2 separate regions of the Oryctolagus cuniculus genome follow, and region 1 is linked to region 2. Evidence: chromatin contacts called from public Micro-C data. All regions are on one chromosome and are shown on one strand. Each heading gives the region's core, a stretch centred on a gene start, on an enhancer-like site or on the middle of the called end of the contact. The rest is flanking DNA. Distances are from core to core; before and after follow the strand shown. Region 1 holds the start of CDK5R1 (cyclin dependent kinase 5 regulatory subunit 1). Region 2 overlaps MYO1D (myosin ID).

The links. Hi-C and Micro-C count contacts between places; a contact is called where the count stands out from the background.
Region 1: a Micro-C map of ear pinna shows a contact between it and region 2, with 2.3 times the contacts expected there. The contact joins the promoter of CDK5R1 here to the enhancer-like site in region 2. A contact is called at or near these places in 2 of 6 Hi-C or Micro-C datasets (ear pinna and an unstated tissue).

The regions. Positions count from the first base shown.
Region 1 is chr17:41,588,389-41,592,710 of mOryCun1.1, reverse strand. CDK5R1 (cyclin dependent kinase 5 regulatory subunit 1) reads left to right here and starts at 2,546. Exons shown (of 2, transcript XM_008271068.4): 1 at 2,546-2,686; 2 at 3,007-4,182. The coding sequence starts at 3,119. The coding sequence ends at 4,042.
Region 2 is chr17:41,463,857-41,467,875 of mOryCun1.1, reverse strand. The region is part of intron 20 of MYO1D (myosin ID); the gene reads right to left. Among named protein-coding and RNA genes, the nearest start is that of CDK5R1, 120 kb to the left of the region's middle. Within about 2 kb of position 1,680, at least 1 of the 8 cell types and tissues checked has an H3K27ac peak or open chromatin away from gene starts, as enhancers often do.

The sequences.
Region 1 (4,322 bases), core at 1,297-3,796, 120 kb before region 2:
GGGATGAAAACAGCCTTGCAGCATTCAGCCAGACCTGCCTTCTGGGTCCTTGTTTGGCCCTTCCTGCCTCCCGACTGGAGCACTGGTGGGAGCTGGGGGTGGGGAGTGGGTGAGCACCAGCTGTGAGTGGTGCCTTGGAGCGGGCACAGCGGGTGGGTGGGGTTCCTGAAGAAACCTGTCCCTCAGGCACAGCTACAAGTGGGCTGTCAGGGCCGTTGCTTCTCAGCTGGACGCAGTTTTGCCCCTGGCAGGTGTGAGAAGTTTGGGTCACTTGCGCCAAGGAGCTCTTTTTGAAGGTGCTTTTGGCTGACAGGGCAAAGGTAAGAGAGCAGGCGGGAATGCGGGATGCAGGCAGGGCTGGTGCTGTGGCATAGTAGACCAGCCCTCTGCTTTTGGTGTCGGCATCTCACATGGGCACTGGTTCCAGTCCTGGCTGCTGCACTTCTGATCCAGCTCCCTGCTGATGACCTGGGCAAGCAGTAGGAGATGGCCCAAGTCCTTGGGTCCCTGCACCCACATGGGAGACCTGGGAAGAGGCTCCTGGCTCTTGACTTTGGGTCAGCCCAGCTGTGGCTATTTGGGGGAGTGAACCAGCAGGTGGAAAATCTGCCTCTCTCTCTGTAACTCTGCTTCTCAAATAAAAATCTTAAAAAGAAAAAAACTGCAGGCAGGCTGGGAAAGGCCCATGCAGGGGTTCTTCTGGCTTGGGAACTGAATAGTTAGAATTGAGGTTGAGTTTTCTTCTGAGGGGTGGATCACAGGCTTAGGACTCTGGCATAATTTGGGAAATGGAGAGTGTTTAGCTCCACATGAGCATTTGAAGGGGGCTTGGCCATCTCCGCTGAGGGCTGGAGGCACGGGCTGGGGTTGAGCTTGGCCTTAGGAGGACAGACAGTGGACCAGAGGACTGGAACAGCCAGGAGCAACTTTGAGTGTCTTGCCCTGAAGGCGGAGGACTGCCCCACCTGAAAAGCAGGTAGGATTGTTGCTGTGTCCATGGCTTGTCTTCACCAAAGCCCACAAGGCCTGGTCTCCAGTGTTAACAGCATTGGCAGGAGGTGGGAGCTTTAAAGTCATGGAGGCTCCACCCCCTTGAAGGAGCTACTGTGGTTTTCGGGGGAATGGGTGGTGGGTGGTTATTGCAGAGTGGGTGGCTATAAAAAACCTTCCTCTCGCTGGTACACGTGCCTCTCCACGTGCCTGCCGGCTTGCTCCTCTGCCTTGCTGAGCCGAAGCCACTGAAGCTGAGCGGATTTGGCTGCCAGGTACACCTCTTTTCTTTATGGATCACCCAGTGCTCAGGTGTTGTGTTTTAGCAACGGAAAATGGACTAAGACAGTTGTATACTGCGGAACTTCAAAGGGGCACGCTGAGCTGACTCGGCCTTCTAAATCAGCAACAGCTGCTGTGGTGGTTCTGCAGGGATAAACTCGCTTTGTGTGTGTGTGTGGGGGGGGGGCAGGGAGCAGCCCTTTGGGTACAGAGTAATGCCTGCGCCGGCACCAAGGTTCCTAAAACTGCGTCGCCACCATGAACGACTTCTGGTTGATAGGTAACTGAATGCTAGCGCTTCCTGACTCGACGGCAGCAAGGTTCGGCGTGGTGCCAGCTCAGTGTCAGGGAATTGGGTGTTCGTTCACCTCTGCACCCCCGGCAGAGAAGAGGTTACCACCCGATCAAAAGCACTAAGTGAACAGTGGTCTTGGCCAAGGGCCTGGGGTCACGTCTGAGGAACGGCTCTTACTGGGACCGGGATTTTACGCAGTTTTATTGGCGTCAGGTTGTCAGATCAGGCGGGTGTAGAAGGGAAAACATCCGAGGCAGAGGCTGGTTGGAGGAGCAGTCGCTTCCGCGTTGCCCTGACAGGTGAGGGTGAGTCGCCCGCCCGGGGCTCCACGGCAGGTTTGGAGTGCGGAACGCGGCCGCGGCCTGGATTTCTGAGACCGCCGCGCGAGGAAACGGAGGCCCCCGGGGGACCGCCGCCACCGGGGGTGCGCGTGGTTCTCAGGCGGCTTCAGGAACGGCCTCGCCTCTCCCCGCCGCAGCCTTCTTTTCCCCAGCTCCTGGGAACGGGCTCCGGGCGCGGCCTCGGCGGAGGGCCCGCTGCGCGTTGCCAGGCCCGGGGCTCGGCCGGCAGCTGCGGGCGCCGCGGCGGGAACAAAGGCAGCACGTGTCTGGGCGGGGCGGCGCGGCGCGGCGGGCGGGGTCGGCGCTCGGCCCCGCCCGGCCCCGGCGCGCCCCGCCGGCCGAGCTCGCCTGCGCGAGCGCCCGGGACCCTCGCGCGACCGGACCGCTGCCGGGGCGGCGGCGAGCAGTGCGGGAGGGGCCGGCGCCGCGTGTCCCCGCCGCCCCTCGCTCGCGGCTGCGTCCTGTCGCACCGCGCGCAGCTCGGGCTGAGGACGCCGGTGGCCGCGGCTCCCGGGTCAGACCGGGCCCGCCTGGGCTCGGCGCGCGCACGGCGCTCGCTCGCTCCCGAGAGGACGGCCTGTGGGGTGCGCGCCGGGGGCGGAGGCGGGAGCGCGAGCGCGGCGAGGGCGGCCGGGCGGGGGGCGGGGCCGCGGCGCCTGCAGAACCTTGGACAGAAGCTTCGGCAGCGCCGCCACCGCCGCCGAGCGCCGGGATCGCGGCGGCGGAGCCGCGGCGCGCACTGCGGAGGGCCCGGAGCGCAGGAGCCCCCGCCTGCCGGGTAAGCCTGCGCTGGGCGAGCGTCTCGCCGCCCCGGGAGCCGGGGCAGGGGCCGCGCGGGGTGTCGAGGCTAGGGTCTGCGGCTGCCTCCGCCCGAGCCCGGGCCCCTCCCGGCTGCGCCTCGGGACCGCAGCGGCGGCGGCGGCGGCGGGCGGGGGTGCCGCAGTGGAGACGGCGAGGCTGCGGCGCGCGGGCGCGGGCGGGGCCGCAGAGCCTGGGGCGAGGGCCCCCGCAGCGGGGGCCTGGGCCTGGGTCCGTGGGGGCCGCCGCCGAGGCGCGGAGCCCCGCCTGGTGCTGAGAACCATCTTGTTTTCCACGCAGATCCGAGGGGCCGCACGCGTCCTAGGAGCGCCCGCTTTGCTCCCCGGGGCGGCCACAGGCGCGGTGAGCTGGTGTTCCCCGCCGGCCGGCAGGCTGGGCGTGCAGCGGCACCATGGGCACGGTGCTGTCCCTGTCCCCCAGCTACCGGAAGGCCGCGCTGTTTGAGGATGGCGCGGCCACCGTGGGCCACTACACGGCCGTGCAGAACAGCAAGAACGCCAAGGACAAGAACCTGAAGCGGCACTCCATCATCTCCGTGCTCCCGTGGAAGAGGATCGTGGCCGTGTCGGCCAAGAAGAAGAACTCCAAGAAGGTGCAGCCCAACAGCAGCTACCAGAACAACATCACGCACCTCAACAATGAGAACCTGAAGAAGTCGCTGTCGTGCGCCAACCTGTCCACGTTCGCCCAGCCCCCGCCGGCCCAGCCGCCCGCGCCCGCGGCCAGCCAGCTCCCGGGCTCCCAGACCGGGGGCTCCTCCTCCGTGAAGAAGGCCCCGCATCCCGCCGTCAGCTCCGCGGGGACGCCCAAGCGGGTCATCGTCCAGGCGTCCACCAGCGAGCTACTGCGCTGCCTGGGCGAGTTCCTGTGCCGCCGGTGCTACCGCCTGAAGCACCTGTCCCCCACGGACCCCGTGCTCTGGCTGCGCAGTGTGGACCGCTCGCTCCTGCTGCAGGGCTGGCAGGACCAGGGCTTCATCACGCCGGCCAACGTGGTCTTCCTGTACATGCTCTGCCGGGATGTCATCTCCTCCGAGGTGGGCTCGGACCACGAGCTCCAGGCCGTGCTGCTGACCTGCCTGTACCTCTCCTACTCCTACATGGGCAACGAGATCTCCTACCCCCTCAAGCCCTTCCTGGTGGAGAGCCGCAAGGAGGCCTTTTGGGACCGCTGCCTCTCCGTCATCAACCTCATGAGCTCCAAGATGCTGCAGATCAACGCCGACCCCCACTACTTCACACAGGTCTTCTCCGACCTCAAGAACGAGAGCAGCCAGGAGGACAAGAAGCGACTCCTCCTCGGGCTCGACCGGTGAGCCCCGGGGCCCACGCCGGGGGCTCGCGGGTTCCGTGCGTTTTTAAAAATTTATTAAACAGAATCGGAGTTTTGTGTACAGTACGTGTCTAGCGAAGCCGCCGGGGCGCTCTCCCTTCCCACCGTCTCTCCTCCGGGTGCGTTTTTGGCCTCACCGGCACCTCTGGGTACTTTGGAGCTCACAGACCTTGTGCAAGACCCAGAAGATGCGGCCAGAGCCGCCAGGCTGCTGGCCTCTCGCTCCGGGGAATGCAAAGGACCGACCCGCCTCTGCTGCTGGT
Region 2 (4,019 bases), core at 431-2,930:
ACTTCAGAGAGCAATTATTCATACAAGAAAGACTTACATAAACAAATAAAGGAAACATGAGAGAGTGCAACATAGGAAATGAAACCGGAGGATGCCTACATTTGTGGCTAACTTGGGTTTGAGGTCAGAAAACCTCGTTTTGAAAGCCTAGAGATCCATGTCTCTGAGAACTGGTTTCATTTATGAAAGTTATTTGCCTCACGGGAGTCTTATAACAATTGAGATATAGTATGATCACGTTGTCCAGCAAATGCCTGGCATCGGGCATATGGCAAATGTTAGCCCTGTTGTTTCTTTGCTCTTAAAGCCGGACTTCAGTTGCTTGTGTCGTTTTTCATAAGAGGGAGGCAGCAGGGAGTGGGGACTGGGTGCTCGTGCAGACAGCCTGGGGTGTGCCGTGCAGCTCCTTCCCTGGGAGCTTTGTGACTGTGGGAGCGACAGTTTCACCTTCCTAAGCACCAGTTTCTCGAGAGCAAAGCCTCCCCGTGGCCACACCTGCACGTCTGCCTGGGGGGTGGGGGTGTCCAGGCTCTGTGCCGACCCCTGCCAAATGGATGGTACATGGCAGGTGCTCACGTACGTGTAGTAGTGCCTAGAAAGGGCTCTGGAAGGCGGCTCTGTCAAAGGAAGCCCCTCTCGCACCAGCGTGGCATCCTCTGCTTCTGCGAAGGCACAGCTCTTTGTCTTTGTGTGAATCCATGCAGGGCTTCATTTTAAGATCTTGCTTCTAGCAACCTGACCTCTAAGTGAAGTGACCATGTATGTATTTCTGTATACTTTGGTTCCTAAATGGTTTTGTGTTGCTTTAACAAGACAGCTTCTTAAAGCAGTCATAAATTGGCCCTAATGACTGTTGCTTTCACACTGCTTTGATCCATCTTTTACATGTGAAATTGAATTTCCTAGTCCTGATGAAAATGGACTGTCTTGTGCCCCAAAACGCCAACTTCTGCCGTGATAAATCGGTTTGCTTAGTGCTGGTTAGCATAAGCAGTGATCTCTAAGCAGTGTAACAAAAGGCATTTACTTCTGAACACATGTCAGGAAGGCAATCAATAGGGGAGCTCTGAAACTCTGTATTCTTTCTTATTAAGAAAAAAAAAAAAGAGAGAACACAGCTTAGGTGTCACATTTCTCAGAAGCATTTTAAAACCATGTAGCTCATTCAAATCCAACAGTAAAATCACTGAATTTTAAAAAAAAATATAAGAAGAGGGGAAAGGTGGCTTCACAGCCAAAGCCATCAGACTAAAATAAAATCCTGGAATATTAAACAGAGACTCTGACATCTGTATGTCCCTAAATTTCTCTGCTATATACCCACCAGTCCCCCTCCCTCAAAGAACAGGCGGTTTCAAAATTATCTGATTTTACTAAGCGACTCTCTTTGTTCGACAGAAATACAAACATTTGCACAAGATGTTCAAGACGGTACAGCTCCCAGGACCTGCTGAGAATTAATTAGGAAGGAAAATTTATTACCTAAATAAATAAATAAACCCGAGTGCCACTCAGGCCCTGACATTACGGGATTATATACTTTCCATTTAAGAGGACTAATAAACACAGCTTAAAGGCCCCAGGGATGGCTGGGGGCGGGGCGCCAGCCCTCCGCAGCAGCCCCCCCTCCGGGTTCCCATGGAAACGCCTTGGCGGGGGAGGGGGGCGCCTCGCGCCTGCGCCAGCCCAGCACACACAACGCGCGCCTTCCCGCAAGTCACGTCAGACAGAGTCGCCACAAAACCGTCGCTTTACCTCGTGCTCCCCGCATGGCGAAAAGAGGCATCTGGTAAATTAAGCGGCTATTACCTTAGCCAGCGAGCCCCTACTGATGAGAAAAGGGGCTCTGTCAGAACAAAACCGACCCCCACCCTGCAAAACGAGCCCGGGAGGCACATCAGCCCACGGCAGCTCGCGGAGCTCTGCGGGCAGTCGCGCACGCGCACCAGGGCGCCTCCCCGCGGAGTGGAACGTGGGTTGGTGTGGGCATCCGCCCGGCGGCTGCCCTTTCACTGCGGCCTCCACGAGGAATCTCGGGGCCACAGGGGCCCCCGCTGGCGGTTTTGGATGCGTTAGGAGCGGTGCGGGGCGTCGCCCGCTTTCGCACCGCCCGGAGCCCAGCGCCCCGCTGACAAGCCGGTCTCACACCACGGCCCGGCCCGCATTCTGCGCTTTCTCCACAGCTCGGCTGGAAGCAGCGCTTTCATTTGATATAGGAGTTAGAGTGCGGTGTAGACAGTGACTTCAAGGGGGAGGATGATGACTGGACAATAACAGACTCCTGAGCATCCAGCGTTTGCGCGCAGGAAGTCACTCTGCGGCTACTAAAGCAACCACCTGGCACCGGAACCTCCCGCTCAGATGGCCGCTGGCCGCTGTTTCCCAGGGCCATCTGTGAGGACAGGGTTGACTGTCAATATTCTCCAAAACCTGTCATGGGTTCCCACTTTGTTCGGGTGTCGGGGCCCATCATGAAACGGGAACTTGAAGTTGATGGAACAATCTTTGCTAAGCAGAGGGGAAGTAGAGGCACCCAACTTATCTTTTATTCCTTCGGTTTAAAGAGCAGTATTTAGGGAATGGGTGTCGTGGCTTAGCGGGTTAAACCTCCGCCTGCGAAGCCGGCATGCCACATGGGCGCTATTTCCTGTCCCAGCTGCTCCACTTCTGGTTCAGCTGTCCGGCTAATGCTCCTGGGAAAAGCAGCAAAAGATGGCCCAAGTGCTTGGGCCCCTGCCCCCACGTGGGGACCTGGATGAAGCTCCTGGCTCCTGGCTTAGGCCGGGCCCAGCCACAGCTGCTGTAGCTATTTGGGGCATGAACCAGTGGACTGAAGATTCTCTCTCTCTCTCTCTCTCTCTCTCTCTTTCTTTCTCATTCTCTCTCTCTCTTTCTTTCTCATTCTCTCTCTCTGCCTTTCAAATAAAATTTGGAGGTGTGAACCAGTGGACTGAAGATCCCTTCTCTCTCTGCCTTTCAAATAATAATAATAATAAAGGCAGCCTTTATCTCCTGAACACAAACCTATTTGTTAGAAACTAGAGAGATTGTTCTCTTAAAGATGAGGCCTCAGTGTGCTGCCATCTGGTTTAGGGTACTGGAAAGTAGACGATAAGACACCTATCAGAAGGGCTAAAAGAACACCCCATGCCCAGTAGTGGTGAGACGGTGAAGCAGCCGCTGTGGGAGACAGCTGGCGGCTCCTGCAGAGCTAAACTTGGTCTAGCTGCTGGACTGAGTGATTGCACTCCTAGGTGATGAAACCTTGTGTTCATACAAGACCCCTGCATGTGTGTATACCACACCCACAGCCGTGTGCCTGTGCACATACATGTGAGGGTGCTTCAGAAGGTTTGTGGCTAATGTGCCTGTCAAAGTCGAGCAGTCAGGGTTCGCTCTTATTGCTGAGTTACACAAGTTCAGTGAATTAGGACACGTAAAGATAGTGGAGTTGGTTGAGTTTTTCAAGTTGCTTTCATCTACTTGAAAGGCAATCTCTCTCTGTCTCTCTCTCTCTCTCTCTGTCTCTCTCTCTCTCTTTCTCACACACACACACACACACACACACTGATCTTCCATATGCTGGTTCACTTCCCAAATGCCTGCAACAGATAGGGCTGGGTCAAGCCGAAGCCAGGAGCCTGGGAACTCTGTCTGGCTCTCCTACACGGGTGGCAGGGGCCCAAGCACTGAGACATCATCTGCTGCCTTCCACAGTGTGTATTCGCAGAAAACTGGACTGCAAGTGGAGCAGCTGGAACTCAAGCTGACACTCTGATAGGGGATGTGGGTGTCTGCAGCAGAGGCTTAACTCACAGGGCTACAGGGCTAGCCACTGGTTGAGGTTGCTATGGTGTGTGAGGAAAGCCGCAACACTTGTCCCACAGCACCTGGCTGGAAGCAGTCAGGAAACAGAAGGAACGCTTTCTGCAGGAAGAACTTACGACAACGAGGCTCTGAGACGGCCTAGACACGTTGCCAAGGTGCAGCGTCAGCTGAGTCTCACCCATGCGGGGGGC